Regions from separate parts of the Mus musculus genome. Here region 2 is linked to region 1. The links are chromatin contacts, called in public promoter capture Hi-C maps. All regions are on one chromosome and are shown on one strand. The core of a region is the stretch at or near the end of the contact, and the rest is flanking DNA. Distances in the headings are between cores, read along the strand shown. Region 1 holds the start of Zfp942 (zinc finger protein 942). Region 2 holds the start of Kctd5 (potassium channel tetramerisation domain containing 5).

Evidence for each region. Promoter capture Hi-C pulls out the DNA fragments that hold promoters and counts their contacts.
Region 2: a promoter capture Hi-C map of pre-B cells shows a contact between it and region 1, with 2.4 times the contacts expected there. The contact joins the promoter of Kctd5 here to the promoter of Zfp942 in region 1. A contact is called at or near these places in 2 of 39 promoter capture datasets (cranial neural crest and pre-B cells).

The regions. Positions count from the first base shown.
Region 1 is chr17:21,959,955-21,965,133 of GRCm38.p6, forward strand. Zfp942 (zinc finger protein 942) reads right to left here and starts at 2,510. Exons shown (of 6, transcript NM_001199048.1): 1 at 2,302-2,510. Zfp943 (zinc finger prtoein 943) reads left to right here and starts at 2,605. Exons shown (of 4, transcript NM_001025373.2): 1 at 2,605-2,865. It also overlaps the pseudogene Gm7805.
Region 2 is chr17:24,069,799-24,075,543 of GRCm38.p6, forward strand. Kctd5 (potassium channel tetramerisation domain containing 5) reads right to left here and starts at 3,687. Exons shown (of 6, transcript NM_027008.2): 1 at 3,379-3,687. The coding sequence starts at 3,630. Pdpk1 (3-phosphoinositide dependent protein kinase 1) reads right to left here. Exons shown (of 14, transcript NM_011062.4): 14 at 3,882-5,745.

The DNA.
Region 1 (5,179 bases), core at 1,260-3,759:
GTCTAGGGTTTCTATATCCAATAGAGAATTAATATCCAAAATTACAAAAAGAACCTAAGAATCTAGCTGTGAAAAAAAAAAAAAACAACAACCAAATATACAATTTATAAATGGGTTGCAAATCTAAACATGGAATTCTAAATGGAGGGAACTCAAATGGCCAAAATATACTTTAAAATATTCAACACTTTTAGCCTTCAGGGAGATGCAAATCAAAACTATTTTGAGATTCCATCTTATAATCGTCAGAATAGCTAAAATCAACGTCACAAGTGAAAGCTTATGCTGATATAAATGTGGAGCAATAGAAACATCCCTCCATTGTTAGAGGGAGTGCAAAATTGTACAGCCACTAAGGAAATCAGTGTGGCAGTTTTTCAAACTGATGGGAATCAGACTACTTCAAGATCTACTCAGTCCAGGGCATATACCCAAAGGACACTTCAATCTACCCAAGGACCCTTGCTAAACCAGGCTCATTGCAGCTTTATTCACAATATTTAGAAACTAGAATCAATCTAGATGACCTTCAACAGAAGAATAAATAAAGAACATGTAGTACATTTGCACAGTAGATTATTACTCAGCTGTGAGCAGATCTAGCTGAGCAGTGGGAGGCCTGTATATAGGAAAGAAATTCTTCAGAATGCACCTGAAACTTTTCATAAAACAAAAATGAAAAATGGTTACACTTGTCCAAAGGAGACATGGAGGAAGAAAGAGAAAATATCATGCCAAAGTCTCGTTTTCTGTGAGGATTTCATTTTACTCTATGAGATGTGAGACTCATTCATACACAGTTCACACAAATGCAGAGTTGTTTTCCCAGGACCTCTTAGTAGGGGCAAGGAAGACTACAAGAAAACTATTCTGACCCACAGAATCAAGGCTGCTGCACTTCTCTAACAGGTCTGTGAAAAAAAGCCCTGACTCTAGGGTCTAGGTGTTCTCACAACTACAAGAAGTCCAAAGTCTGAGAAACTACTAACAACAAACTATGAAACAAAAATAAAAACAAAATAAAACAAAACAAAAAAAAATAGTTTGGTCACATGTGCGTGGACACAGTGCTTTTCTTGAACTAAGGAGACATTTTTCTGATGTAAGTGAGCAATCACAGTTATTCAAAAGATGCTTTCCTATTTTTAAAAACTCTATACTGACTTTTCTATCTATAAAAACATCTTCCTCTCACAGCATGCATACTGGGCTGGACTATATCACAAGAGGAATGGCTAACTTAAGTGCCTATTAACACATCAAAGTCGACATTTTTGGCTAGAAGCTTTCCTGGCTCCTGGTTTTTCTCTTGGTCCCTCCCTGACCCCCATACCTAGTTCAGTCTGGACTCTTCAAGTGGCCTCTGGTTGTTTTCTGGTTCATACTGTAAAACCCAAAAATACCGTGTAAGCACCACCTTCGCAAGAACCAGGTACCTTCTTGGAATGCTGGGAGTTTTAGTTCTTGAGAAAATTGCAAAACCTCATGCATGGGAAAGTATGGTGGCCTATAGGTTTGTCTTTATAAAGCTCTGGAGCATGTGACCAAAGTCCATCTCTTGGTTAGTATTTAACAACCCTTACTCAAATGGTGGAATTGTTTGTTTGTTTGTTTTCTCCAGCTAATCTGAGCATTATCATGACCTACAATTAACCTTCTCCTCAGCCACACCTTTGGACAGTCATCATCTCATTTTCATTCAGCCGTAAGGTGTGATGTTAATAACTAAGCATATGAAGACACATGTCTGAATGCTGTATTTACATCAAAGAGAGCATGCATCTAAGATGGAACTCTAACGGGGAGCAAAACTTTGGTCAGTAAAACTTAATGTTTACAGTCATAATTTTGGTGCTTCGTAATGTATATTTTCTGATTCACTCAAATGTGTACTGGTTCCTCATAAGACTAATATCTACAAAGCTCTCTGGGAATGCCTATTTCCCAGGCCAGAGGCCACTCTCTCCTGAGTAGGCAAATGATGGGTCAAGGGAGTTAAGAAATCTAAGTTCGAGAAGCTTTGTAACTGCTGTAACAAAGAGAACCCCGTGTGCAAACTACAGTACTGCAAATGTTCTACGACACTATTTTCGGAAACCATTCTGGTAACCATAAGATAAATGAAACAAACAAACAAACAAACAAACAAACCACGATACACCCAGTTCATAGGATCTCAAACCTCCTGACAATGATAAAAATCCACAGCAGAATTGTGAGCGCGGCGTCCTTAAGAGCAACTGCAGAAAACAAGCCCCTGCTCCGCTCCAGCCCATTTCCCAGCCCCGCAGCTCCTCTGACCTGCAAGGTTCCAGGGCCGCCGGGCTGCGGTGCCCGCGGCTGCGCGGCTGATGGCTGACTCTCCCAGGTCAGCACAGGAAACCGCATCTGAGGAGAGTTTACGGCCTTCGAAAAGAACCAGGCCAGGGTAAGTCGCCCGCAGTGGGAGTAGAGACAACTTGGCTCCAACAGGTACCTAAGGGGACGCGGTTCCCAGTCTCTGGCCACGATCTTTGGAGCGGCTCCCCTAGCCCCGCCCAGGACACCACGGTTCCGGTCACGTGACAGCGCTAACGCCTTCAGGCCCGCCGCTTTCACTTCCTTAATTACGTTGGTAGAGTCCGTCCAGCTGCGTTCTCTTCTAGGTCGCCAGCTCCAAATGTCCAGGCCAGAATGACGTGAAAAGCCACCATTCCCCTTGCTACCTGTGTAATCCATGTGTACTCGAACTGAGCGCTGGTTTTTCGGCCCCAGTTTCCTCCGGAAACCGGAAAGCTCCTCAGACGCAGTTTCCTGGCTGCGGACCTGGGAGAGTCAGCAGCGCAGCGGCGGGCACCGCAGCCCGGTGGCCCCGGAAGGTCCCAGGTCAGAGGCGCTGCGGGGCTGGGAAACGGGAGGGAGCGGAGCAGCGGGGTGTTTTACGCAGCTGCTTTTATGGATGCCGCTCTCACAGTTCTGTTATCTTACCGTTGTCGGGAAATTGAGATCCTGTGAACTGGGGGTCTATCATGATTTTTTTTTTCATTTATCCTCCAGTTATCAGAATATTCAGTTGTAAAATAACTCATTAAAAATGATAGAGCAGTTGCATTATCTGCTGTTTGCTATTGTGTCAATCACAAAGCATACGGGACGTAAATGTATTCATGTTTCTAACACCCGTGTTTTACTAATTGCTTATTCAAGAGAATACCTTTTACTTCGCTAAATAGAACTTTGTATTTATACTAACCATATGAAGAACCAGTACAGATTCTTTTTTTTTTTGAACGAGAAAATATACTTTATGTTATGCTATGGTTGTGATTGTAAACATTAATATTTACTAAGTAGACTTTAGTGTTGTATGCAGTTTCGGATGTAAATAAAGCATTCAGAAGTGCGTCTTCATATGCTGAGTTCTTATGGTACACCTTAGGGCCAGGCAAGCTCACTATTGCTATGTGAGTGTATCAGACCACTCTATTGTTATGATTAGAAAACCCAGTATAGATTAAAGTTTTAGAAAGCATCTTTTGTACAACTACGATCACTCTCCTGTATCAGAAAAAAGATCTCTGTGGTTGAAGAAAAGCGCTCTGCACCTACATATGTGGCCAAGCTTTTTTTTTTTTTTTTTTTTTTTTTTTTTTTTTTATTGTAGGGTTTGTTATCATCAAGTCCTGTGGTTGTGGACATCCTGTAGGAGTGGGAATGCTTAGACTCTGCTGACAGGGATTTTTGCAGAGATCTCCCTTTGGACAAGTGTAGCAGTCTGGTTTCTATGGGAGACAATAGTTTTCTTGCAGTCTCTCCAGCTTTCTTTTCAGGATTCCTGGGAGAATGACTCTCTTTGTGTCTGAGCTATGTGTGAATGAGACTCACATCTCACATAGTTAAATGAAATCTTTAGATTAAAAGGGACATTTTTATTTCTGATATTTACTCTTTCCTTCACAGTTTCCTTTTTGGAGGCATCATTCATGAATGTATTTATGTATTTATTTATTTACTTTCAACACAGCAAAAGCTTTATTTGTACAATCTTTACTGGACAATTTGGGGCTGTGTTACTGAGTAAACACCTGTCGTCTCAGGCCTGTTACTAAAATGGTAATAGATACAAATCAGACTTACTGGTGACAGTCCTTTTGGTCCTGTCTTATTTATAACAGTTTCTATAGCACTGCAGCCTTCAGTGGTACTGTACCACTCTGGAAAAGATACCTTCAGGCTCCTTTCCATCCCCCAAAGCTGCAGCAAATCCTTCCTGCTGCCTCCTCTTAGCCAAAGCAGCCAAAGATTTAAGCGTCTATGGTTCGTAGATGGCCAGGTCCACAGGTACTTTCCGGTTGAGCTCCACCTGGCACTTCATTAAGTTGACAGTGAATTCGGGGTACTGTAAGCCATGCTCCTGGGAGGCAGCTGTAATTGGATTAATCCAGAGGGTCCTCAAAGTTCTGCTTCTTAAGTCTGTGGGACTTCGTACACGAAGGCTCTGGTCACCGCCCTGACTGCCAGCAGGTAGCAGTGATTCTTCCTTCCCCTAAAATCTTAAAATGTAGAGCATGTTTCAGCACCTCCTATACCTGCCAATAGCGACCAGTGAGGCGGTTCCGCAGCCACAGCCACGTCATAAGGAATACCATGATGGGCTCCCGAATCCTGAGGACGCATCATTTATTTTTGTACCATGAAAAGTTCTGAATGCTTTCTTATGAATCTTTCCCATATGCAGGGGCCCCCTGCCCAGTCAGTGCTACTTACCTGTGAATCTGAGAGCCCTGGATGGTGAAGAGAGGAAAGAGTAGCAAAGGATCCTGTATGTTAGAGGGAATGAGGAACGATTGGGAGGGGCTTCAAGTCCCAGTAGAAAGGGGACATGAGATTGGTTTGGCCAGATTCTATTTCCTTCCAAATAGTTCTGGATATTTGCACCATGAATAACATCAGAATATTCCCATTGTAAGTAGTAGAAGACTATGTAAGAATTAATATACAGAGGCAAATATAATTTAATTTGGTTTTGTATGTGAAGAATGCTGTTTCTTTTCCATTCATATCTTCTTATTATAATTATGTTTGTCAGAACAATGGATGCCTCTTAGTTTTTCTTGATATTAGAGTTTTGGAGCATTTTGTATTTCCTTTAGGTTCTCTTGTCTTTTATGGTTAATTTCTCCATTTCCTAAAACAATGC
Region 2 (5,745 bases), core at 2,437-4,936, 2.1 Mb after region 1:
GCTAGCCCCTGAAATAAGGCAAAGGTCTAGGGATACAAGGCATGGTATGTGCAGTAAGTCCTCACTCTGGGCTTTGAGGACACGGGCCACAGGTACAGCCCAGAGGACTGGATAGAAAGCTGAGAGGAGTCGATAGGCCCTGAATGCGTTTGCATTCTCTATCCCCTAGCAATCTGTCCACATCTTTGGAAAGTGTCTTCCAGACACTGGTTTCCCCACAGTAACTCTTGGCCTAACCCAGACAACAGTCTGCCTCTGGTGCTCTTCCATCCTCATGAAACCCACAAAGTTCCTTTGGGAACTTCTTCCCTTAAATCTCACCCATCTTGGCATCACATTCTACAAAGGTAAGCACTCAATAAACATCAATCAAATGCCAGAAAGACTCTCCCACCAGGTCCCTGTTAAAGTTCAACTCTAAGGAGTGTTTGTCAGGTATCCTTTCCTTGACCTTAACTATGAGGTCAGAGCTTTGAGAGCTTTCCACGTGAATCAACATCCTGTTTATCTTCCATCATGTAATTAATGGCCCCTTCCCTGTTACCACCCCTTCCCTTCTAACCTCTTTAGGATTTAATTATCAAGGTGGAATCGCTTGGGACACTCTTTCATCAGAACCTGGTTGGGGGCGTGGGCACAATGCAAACACAGAACATTTATAGATTTTCATATTTGAACACTATAGTAACACCAGTAACACAGCTAATATGAATTAGAACTACTCTAGCAACCTGCAACTAAAACACTCTCAACCCTGGGACCAAGACTGTACTTACTGTATTTTTCTGGAGACATGCAGCCTAGACTAGCCTCAAACTCCCAATCCTTCTGCTTCTCCCTCCCAAAATGCTGGGCTCGCAGGTGCTTTCCATTATGCCTGAGGGTTATTTTATTTTTATGATCTGAATTGTGGCTTTATAACTCAGAAATCAAATGTTACTTAAATAAAATTTAGATTTATTTTACATTATGTGTATGAGTGTTTCAGATGCGCATGCCTGGTGCAAAGGGGTCAAAGGAGAGTGTCAGACTCCCTAGAACTGGAGTTACAGATGGTTATAAGTCACTTAGAGAATGTCTGGGAATCCAACCCGGGTCCTCTGTAAGAGCGGCAAGTGTTCTTAACCACTGGGCCAACTCTCTACTTCCTAAATAATAAACTTTAAAAAGAAAAAACAACTAAAATATATTCTGATAATCTTCCACTGCAATAAAGGAAACGCACACATACACACAGACACACACACACACACAGGCAAACACACACATTTATTTACGTGTGTGGGCACACAAGTACCATAATAGTACTGAGAAGTCAGTGTACAACTTTATTTTTAATTTTTTGTTTGTTTTGTTTTTGAGACAGGGTTTCTCTGTGTGTGGGAACTCACTCTGTAGACCAGGCTGGCCTGGAACTCACAGAGATCCATCTGTCTTTGCCTCCTGAGTGCTGGGATTAAAGACGTGCACCACCACACCAGGCTTTTTTGTATATGAAATTTTAATGACTCATTTTATTTTATGTGCATTAGTGTTTTGCTTGCCTATGTCTATATGGGTGCTAGATCCCTTGAAACTGGAGTTACAGAGAGTGGTGAGCTGCTTCATGTGGGTGTTGAATATTGAACCCTGGGTCTCTGGAAGAGCAGCCGGTACTTTCATCCACTGAGCTGCTCTCCAGCTGTTTTGTTTTGTTTGTTTGTTTGTGTTTTGAGTCAGCGTTTCTCTGTGTAAACCTGGCTGTCTTGAAACTCGCTCTGTAGACCAGGCTGGCCTCAAACTTATATATCGTCATGCCTCTGCCTCCCAAAGTGCTTGAACTCAGAGTTTAACTTTTAAGAGTCAGTTTTTTCCTTCCACCTTGTGGATCCTAGAGACTCAAGTTTTCAGGTTTGGTTGGCAGCAGGTGCCATCTCATCAGCACAATAAAGATAATTTATAAAGTAATCTTAAAAGATAGTAAAATGAAGAGATATATTTGACTTTAACTATGCTGAAGTCAAACAGCCCTATATACCTTGTTCCAGTGCTAAGTAAGCAAAAAGACACCAGAAGCCAAGGGCCAAGGCTGACTTAAAATCTGACTTAATACACAAGACAGGGATGCTTGGGTAGAAAAACAAGAATGACTATAAATGCCTACTGTTTGAAAAACCAATCGTAAAGTACACACCCTCACTATAAAAAGGAAACAGCACTGACAAAAGCCTATTTCTATCTGTCAGACTTCTGCCATTTTCTAGAAGGCAATCCTCTAAGAGTGAAGAGATTTGGTCAACTCAGTAATGGTAACAGCTGGGAGGAAGGATATGAAGAACTACCATAGTAGTATCTCAAACTCTAACTTCTTGATTATTTTGCAGTAACTCAAGAGTTCATTTCCTGGTCATAATGCCAGGCCTCCCTCACTGAGAAGGTGCTCTGTTAGGCCGTTTAAAGTGCAATGGGCTCGATCTTTCTGGAAAACCTCCTGAGTAGTCACTTTCAGGCTGGCAAGGCACAAAATCAAGCACCATCATGTAGGCTGAACCAGAAAACTCAGTTAGTACAAGGCTAATAAACTGCCTAGGGGGAAAGGGGAGTGAACGATTTGTTCCTAAGTTTCAATCCTGCACAATACTAATTTTTCAGTATGCAGTACGACACACAACTTTTGTAATGATAATAATTGAAATACTTTCTATTACCACAGGTATTAACAGTATTAGCGTTTAATTAAATTAAAGATAGACAAACCACAAACTAAGCTGGAAATCCCTACCCTTTTCAAAGGCGGTGGGGAAATGAAGTCTGAAAAGGAGATGGAAAAAGATTCTCTACCTGGTCTCTTTCACAACCCTAAGATTTTTTGACACCTGGCCCCGAACATGAATTCAATACAAATAATTCATTTATTAGAATTAAACTGACACCTTTGAACATTTCTACTCAGGTGGTACCTTCTAAGAGATGCCGTGCCTGTCCTTATGAATGAGAAGGATAAAGCACAAACTCTGCAAATCACTGGAAAAAGGGTAGTCACTGTGTCAACCCCCATGGCCTACGTTAATTTAGACGTCTGGAATGTGAAAAGACCAGATGAATGCAAAGGGTTCTCAGGTTCCAAAGCCAGCAAATAGTTGGGCGGTGGTGGTCACACACCCTGGGCAAAAGAATCTGGGGAGAAGAAAGTAGGGCCACAGCAAAGCTTGGGTCCTTCTCGACCGAAGAGCATGAAAGAAGAAAGAGGCACTGTTAAACCAAAGGGCCGAGGCAGGTGGGTACCAGAGTGCCATCCTCCCTCCGGCCCGCTCCGCCGGGCGCCCTCATTGTGAAGAGGTGTGTGTCGCGAGTGGCGACTAGGGCGGCCAGACCCCTGCTGACCCGCGAGGCCCTCACCTTGTCCGAATCTAGGTCGGGGTCCGCCTGGCACAAGCGGTACAGGAAAGACTTCGGGTCCCGGCACAGCGTCTGCCGGGTGGTGAGGAAGTAGGTGCCGCCGACGTTGAGCCGGACCCACTTGGACACGCCACCGGGGCGCTGAGCCAGGGCGCCCATCCCAGCGCTGCAGCGGCGGCACAGGCCGCCCCCCAGCCCCGCCCCGAGGCCGCTCGGAGCCGGCGGCAGCAGCTCGCAGTGATTCTCCGCCATGATCCTAACAAGCCCCGCCACAGCGGCCCTTCGCCGGAAGCGTCCGTTCTTTAATACAGCCCCCCTGAGTTGTCCCGCCCATAGGTACGCCCCAATAAAGTGCCCGCCCAGGGCTCATGTGCAAGGCGGAAGTTCCGGCTCGAAAAGCAGGCCGGAGATTACCACTTCCGGCCGGAGCAAGTCTCGGGTTCTCACGAGCATCCTCGGCTCAAGCTCCGCCCCTACTCAAAGAGGCTCCATGGCAAACAAAGTGTACACTCTACATGCTTTTATTACAAGACTACCGAGCATACGAGGGAAATCCATCATCCGGTAATTACATCTAAAGCACAGATATTTGAAAAAAACAAAAAAAAGAAAAGTTGTTTCATTAAATTATATGATTAAACCATGACCAAATAGAAAATTTATATAATAAAGCCAGGAAAAAAGTTGTAAAATATAGTTTACAATAATTATTCACACTCAAGGCTGTACATCAATACATACAACAACGTGGCCCCAAACATGAATTCAATCCAAATAATTCATATATTAGAATTTAAATAACACAGACTGAACTAGAGGCCGACAATAGCCAGCAAATAACCTTATATAAGAATAAAAATACAAAAGTGTATATCCCAGTATCATTGCATTATCTGTTTTCATAAGTATTTTTAATTTTTCCTTTGCCTGTACATCACAGTTACAGCTACAGAACAGGTAGAGAATATTACACATGTTCTAACTGACTGCCACCAACCTGAATGACAGCAATTCATCCTACTGTACGTGGCTAATGGACCAGCCGCAGCAGCTCTAAATACTGTAACAGTTTTTAATTTGCACATGTCCAATCACACTATGGTCGTGGCTTTAACCTGCACAATGACCTACTTGTAGTCATTAACCCAGATGATTAAACTAGGGTGGACTACATGGGGAGGGAAAATTTTGCTATTTGTAAAAACTTTTGTTCAGTTTGGATTCTTCATATGGAAGAAATGAGTTACAGGGAATTTTCAGGTATTCATATTGGTTAATTCATTTGCTTACTGCTGCAAAAGTGCTTTTGACAGAAACAGCTTCCCTCACATTGCAGGCCATTTTTCCACATTCTGACTTATAACCCTGAAGTGTTAGGCCAGAAGCTAGGTATCTTCAGAGGTTCTGAGAGTGGTTCCAGCCCTGTTCAATGTCAGGGCCCTTGTCTTACCTTCTACCCACGAGGTGCTACACCCACTGGCATCAGCACCAGTTTATGTTGGGTTTTGCATTAAAACAAATAGAAACGTGTATAGGAGTATCTTCACCATATTCAGAGTTGCTGTGGCCTCCCAAGTCTCAGATGAACACCCCAGGTCTATAGAACAATGGGGAGAAGCCTTGAGGCAGAGGAGGGCAGGAAACTGATTTCTACACATCTCCAGCCCTAAGCTCTGACAGTCAAGTAACACAGAAAATCTCTGCTGCATGTTTCCAAATTGAACCAGCAGGCCCCACCCAACACAGATAAAGCTACTATCTGATTTGGGTGGGCACTACAGTTCCGTGCAGCACTGCAGCGCACAAGAAGGTTTACATAAGCATCAGTGGGGATACCCATCCTTGGCAATGACAAAGCCTAGCCACTGTGCTGTCCTGAACCAAGACCTGAGGTGTGGAGCAAGAACACTCACAGCTGTACTTTTAGTAAAACTCAATCATCTGTGTGGTTTCTTTTCCAAGAAGAGCTTTGCTATTCTGCTTTGCTACTGATTCCCAAATGGCCCAAATGCATTTCTGAGTCTATAAACTTAATTATGAATTATCCATTAGGCATGTAGCAAGGTCAGTTCAACACTTTATCTCTGCTGACTGTGTAGAAGCAGATTCAGTACCATCGTGGACACAAAGTACAAGATTCTGAAAACATCACCAAGCACTTGGAAGCCTTAGAGCAAAGATGGAAAAGAAGTAACATGCAGGAGCAGATTCTTGCAATGCAAATGAAAAGACTGGCTTTTGGAAAAAAAATCTGTCACAAAGGAATCTGCAGTAATGACATTTTTAGCATTAAAAACAAAAGCAGCCATAGTCAAACTTTCTTGAGAACACACAACTTAGCAAGAACTGATGTGTTCAAAGTCCGTA